Linked DNA regions of Mus musculus: region 1 is linked to region 2. The links are chromatin contacts, called in public promoter capture Hi-C maps. All regions are on one chromosome and are shown on one strand. The core of a region is the stretch at or near the end of the contact, and the rest is flanking DNA. Distances in the headings are between cores, read along the strand shown. Region 1 overlaps Specc1l (sperm antigen with calponin homology and coiled-coil domains 1-like). Region 2 holds the start of Mif (macrophage migration inhibitory factor (glycosylation-inhibiting factor)).

Region 1 (2,700 bases), core at 178-2,677, 600 kb after region 2:
GATCCTTCAAGAACAGAGTTTTAGGGCTTAGTGGTAGAGTGATTGGTAGATGTAAGGCCCTAGGTTAATCCCTAGCATGACAGATGGATGGATAGATGGATGGATGGCCAGACAGAACCAACTTCTAAACTCAGGGTAACTATCAAATGAGGCATTTCTGACACATAAACTCATTCCCCAACTCAGATGGAATGTTACTGTGGGAACTCAAAACATATCACAGGTATAATCTCCTGTGGCCATTTTTATGAATTTCCAGTGATCTCTGTGTGGAGGGTACTAATTTGGAGGACTTTGAAAAAAAAAGGAACTTCCTCAAGTGAGTGATGGAAAGAAACTTACACTGTACTGATCGACTGTTTTTCCAAATTGGTAACTTAAGTTTACTGCTGGCTGCTTCATCCCTCTACAAGCATTAGCTCTCTTACTCACGAGAGGACTATAAAGTAGCTCACGGGCCTCCATGTTACAGCTGAGAGAACTGAGGCACGGGGCACGGGGCACAGGGAGATGACCACTGTTAACTGAGAGCACACAGCCACCAAGAGGCAGGGCCAGACAGCCTGCTTCCAGACCTCCAGTCTACAGAGAAATAAGAGGGCTGCACCGTGAGCGAGTGTCAGGACTAAGAGCAGCACCAGGGCCACATTTGTTCCTTACTGAAACACAACCGGTGTCTCAGAACGTACTTGCGTGACTTTATTTCCTCCAATTCTTTTGTGAGTTTCTCATTTTTCTCTTGGGCCTCATGTAGCCGTCGCTTTAGATCACCGATCTCTTCTTGGGCTTCAGACTTGATATCATTGGCAATGACCACTGCAGTCTGGAGATCAGCCTGAAATTGCCGCCATTCTGCAGACTCTTCCTACATTAAAACACTAAACTCTTAGTTCCAAAACAAAGCGATGAAGATTTACTTAAAAGCAATAAAGTTTATGATTAGTTTGCCCTAACATGTCAGACTCTTGAATCACGACTTGTTTTAATCCCAAGAATTGCTGCTATTTTTAAAACAAAGCAACTCTTTATCAGTGAACTTGTTCTTAATGAGAGAAGATTTGCCATCTGATCCTCCTACTGAGGCATTAAGTATTCAGAGTGCTCAATAAATATTAATGAGGAAAAATTTTAGGCTACTCTTCCTCATGCAAGTTTCAAAGCAAGTGTTATGAAAATAAATATCATCAAAAATTTAGAGCTTTACCTCTGGAACTCTCAAGAAGGTATATAAATGGTATGTGAACCACACAGTAAAAAACTATAAATATCCTGACATCAAAAACGAGCAGGAAAAAAAAAACTAAAGTAAAGGAAAAGGAAGAGGAAGCCAGAAGAAAAACTGAACTTAGTGTAGGCAGACACAGTCATACAAAGAGGCATAAGGAACTGAGCACTCTGCCGCTTCCCACAGACAGAAGGATACGGGTGTGGCTGGGCGGAGACCTCTCCCCAGGGGCTTCACTTCCCCCAGAGCCACAGCTGGGCCTTGCCTGAGCCCTCTCATTCTCAAAGCAATTTTCTGGTACCCGCAGCTCCAACAACTGGGTCAGGACTCAGGGTCCATGATTAGCACTGTCCCTGCACATCTTAGCAGCATGGATGCTGGCAGCCAACCCAACTCAGAGAACACAGAAACCCCACATACAAACAGCCTGCTCTGTGATTTTAAAATCAAAAGTTAATAAACTTTATTTTTAAAACACATCTTTCCATAAATAACTACCAGTACATTCTCCTACTTTAAAAGCAGTGCCAGTCCCAATTTAAAATAATGGCACTTGCTTTCAGTCCAGTGTGGCTGATATCCTACCCTATCTACAGTCTAAAGTAACAGTACAAATGTCAGAATACCATGTTTTCTAGTGAGACAGCACATGAAGATTCATCCTACCCGAAGTCTCCTGTGAAGTGTCTTGATTTCTCTTTCCATGTCATGCTTTTGGTCTTGGAGTTTCTTAACTGTATCTGAAAAGACCACAAAGATTAAATATTTCTTTTTAAACCTAAAGTTCTTAATGATCTTAAATGTTCAAAAGAAATGACATAAAAAGAGGTGATAAAAATATGATCATCTAAATCGTTTCCCTATGCAGAAACTTGTTTACTTTCATCACAAAACTTAAAAGCATGAAAAGAATATTCAATCCAAGACTACAGTTTCTGCATCATTTCCTAAGTAAACTGGAAGCAATTGTTGGAAACATACATATTATTGGCACAACGCCAACCAAAACAGCATTGACTGCTATTAAATTGTCAACTTTTAATCACAGAAGTTATCACTCTAAACCGTGCAAGCATAACTCCCCTTTCACACTGGAATAAATTCCAGAAACATGAAATCAGTAAAATTATTTTTAACATTGATTGTAATATCCAGAGAGCTGCCAATTAATCTATGGAATAGTAGCACTAAATACAATAGGAAATTACATTCTCTGCTTGTAAGAAGTTCTGAGAAATGCCTCAGGAACATATCACGTTGTAACTGCTCTGCTGGACATCGGTCACACTCATTACTCTCACAGCTCAGGAATAAATCACTTCTCAGTTCTGCACCAGGAAAGGCAGTTATGTATGGAAATAATCCTGTACTAAGATTTTGCCTATTGATGCTATAGTTCTCTCCATTCTCAAACATAGTCTTTCTCTTCTCCCACAAATACATAAAATGAAAATCACTCTCAAATTCAGGACCTC
Region 2 (2,700 bases), core at 72-2,571:
CCTGCCAGAGGAAGTTTACATTTAAATAGAGGGCAAGAGGTAGGTAGAACTAAGAGATTCTGCTCAAGATGTGATCCCCCAGCAGCACTGTCAAGCTTCAGTCTCTTCTGCAAGACTGACAAGCGTCCAGAGCTGCATAAAATCTCTGCCTTCCAGCCTTTCTCTTTCACCAGCAGGAGACTCCAGAGAAAATTCCATTTCCTTGGGAACCATTGTTTCAATAGTCTGTTAGCCAAAGGGAGGGGGCACAAGTGTCTCTTTAGAATATCTTCATTTCTGTCAGAAACCTAATAGAAACCTTGACATCACAGACAGAACTGGTAGTCCCCACACTACAATCTCTTGATCCACTGTAAAGTTTTTAACAAAAATTAAAAAGGGCTAGGGAAAACAAAGGAAGTCCCAAAATTCCCGTGACATTTCCTGGGCACCGGTCGGATGTCTCACTTGTTAATGAGAAAGCTATACAAAGTCTACCAAGGGCTCTAGATAAGGGTGACTCTGCTGGATCTAATTTGAGCAGGGCTTCCCTGAGGACTGGCAATTGGCCAGAGGAGCAGAACTAGTTAGTACCGCTGGCTCACAGCCTGCTGCCCACTCCTCCCCTGGGAATCTCTCCAAGCATCCTCACCTGTGTGGAGTAACAGGAATGTAGGGAAGTAACTAGATGGCGACTCCGTTCTGCCTCCTTCCCCATTTCACACTCACAAGCCTAGGCCTGGTGGACACGTGTCCCAGGAGGCTCAGGACACACAAAAAGTCGCAGTTGAAAGTGTGTGGGACGAAGGTGATACTGGGCCAGGCAGGGGATCGAGGGCTGACTGTTGGTACAACAGGAGAGCAAAAGCAAGCAAGTGATGGGGCTTGGCTAATTTCTTGAGCTTAGAGAAAAGTTCCCAAGGCAAGGAAGGATTGTTTTTTCTCCAAGTACAAGCCATCACGCTTTTGGCTCATTGTTTGAGGTTAAGTTGTATTCACTAAAGTAGGTCGATCCTAGCCCACTAGCATGAGAAATAAGGCCAACCTACAGGTTCCACCAATAACTTAAGTTCCCTCTTCTTGGAACAGAAATCTCTCAGACCTGAACTTCTTACTATACGGTTAATCTGTAGCATCTACCTGGAATGCCTCGACAAACCTAATCACTAGAGTCAAGTCCTCACTATCTAGCATCCTCCGTTTCCATCTTAGGAAACAAAGAGCCCATGTAATACTTCCTACAGCACCAGAAGCACAGCAAGACCTCTGCAGAAGCAGCGCGCTGAAGGGCAGTCACCGCCCCTTTGGGACGTAGTCTGACGTCAGCGGAGGCGGAGCGGCAGCCGGCTTGGGGCGGTACTGAGCTGGGTCACGTAGCTCAGGTCCCTGGCTTGGGTCACACCGCGCTTTGTACCGTCCTCCGGTCCACGCTCGCAGTCTCTCCGCCACCATGCCTATGTTCATCGTGAACACCAATGTTCCCCGCGCCTCCGTGCCAGAGGGGTTTCTGTCGGAGCTCACCCAGCAGCTGGCGCAGGCCACCGGCAAGCCCGCACAGGTTTGCAGGGAGGACACAGGAAGAGAGTAGGGTGGGGTGGGCCGGCCCGACGTGTGAGGAGGGATGGGGCTGGAAGCCAAGGTGTGCCGGCGGGTGGCGGCTGGAGCTCTCCGGAAGACCTGTGGCCCTGTAGGCAGTCTTTCAGGCGGTCTAACAGTGTGTCTGTATCCCTCCCGCCTCGCCGCCCCTCCCCCCACCCAGTACATCGCAGTGCACGTGGTCCCGGACCAGCTCATGACTTTTAGCGGCACGAACGATCCCTGCGCCCTCTGCAGCCTGCACAGCATCGGCAAGATCGGTGGTGCCCAGAACCGCAACTACAGTAAGCTGCTGTGTGGCCTGCTGTCCGATCGCCTGCACATCAGCCCGGACCGGTGCGTGGGGGACGAGGGGAGGAGGGGGAGGAGGGGCACTGGGAGGTCAGCAGGCAAAGAGGGGGGGGCGTTCAGAGGACACTGGCACGCAGCGCGCTCTCCTAGACCACGTGCTTAGCTGAGCCAGGCTTTCATTTTCTCAGGGTCTACATCAACTATTACGACATGAACGCTGCCAACGTGGGCTGGAACGGTTCCACCTTCGCTTGAGTCCTGGCCCCACTTACCTGCACCGCTGTTCTTTGAGCCTCGCTCCACGTAGTGTTCTGTGTTTATCCACCGGTAGCGATGCCCACCTTCCAGCCGGGAGAAATAAATGGTTTATAAGAGACCACGGTTGCCTCAGCTTCTGCTTCCTTGGCTTGCGGAGGAATTGGGTGCAGGGTGGGGACCTTGAATGGAAGCCCAGGCTCTGAACGTGGGATTGGGGTGTGATGGCAGGGTCGAAGCTGGCCAGTTTGGTCCTCTCTAAACTAGTCCAGTGGTTCAGATGTCCTTTCTTGTGGCCTCTCCTATGCAGCCTTATGTATAAAAGAGGCCGACTTATTCACCTGGTCAGGAGTGTTAATTAGGTCCTTACCACAGTGGCAAATGGAGCCGGTAATATGTGTCATGGAAGGGGAGGTGCTTGGATACAGGGGAGAAATTAATAGTGTGCTCCAGCTGGGCCTGCACCTTCCTCGGCCCCATTTTCCTTCCCAAGAATCACTGTGCTCTAAGCCATGTGGTGGCCACTTCCTTGATCTGGACAATTAACTTGGTGGGAGAGGTAGCCAGGATACAGAGTTC

The links. Promoter capture Hi-C pulls out the DNA fragments that hold promoters and counts their contacts.
Region 1: a promoter capture Hi-C map of hippocampal neurons shows a contact between it and region 2, with 2.5 times the contacts expected there. The contact joins the enhancer-like site here to the promoter of Mif in region 2. A contact is called at or near these places in 2 of 39 promoter capture datasets (hippocampal neurons and pre-B cells), 3 of 484 Hi-C or Micro-C datasets (cortical neurons, large pre-B cells and pro-B cells) and 1 of 115 datasets of contacts at active chromatin or transcription factors (large pre-B cells).

Annotation. Positions count from the first base shown.
Region 1 is chr10:75,257,133-75,259,832 of GRCm38.p6, reverse strand. It overlaps Specc1l (sperm antigen with calponin homology and coiled-coil domains 1-like), which reads right to left. Exons shown (of 16, transcript NM_153406.3): 6 at 1,892-1,965; 7 at 690-865. Among named protein-coding and RNA genes, the nearest start is that of Specc1l, 46 kb to the right of the region's middle. Within about 2 kb of position 1,427, at least 41 of the 459 cell types and tissues checked have an H3K27ac peak or open chromatin away from gene starts, as enhancers often do. A contact at or near this core is called in pre-B cells and pro-B cells, where this site is marked.
Region 2 is chr10:75,858,898-75,861,597 of GRCm38.p6, reverse strand. It overlaps Mif (macrophage migration inhibitory factor (glycosylation-inhibiting factor)), which reads left to right and starts at 1,321. Exons shown (of 3, transcript NM_010798.3): 1 at 1,321-1,537; 2 at 1,739-1,911; 3 at 2,055-2,245. The coding sequence starts at 1,430. The coding sequence ends at 2,121. Gm40697 (a long non-coding RNA gene) reads right to left here and starts at 688. Exons shown (of 2, transcript XR_871836.3): 1 at 632-688; 2 at 1-225.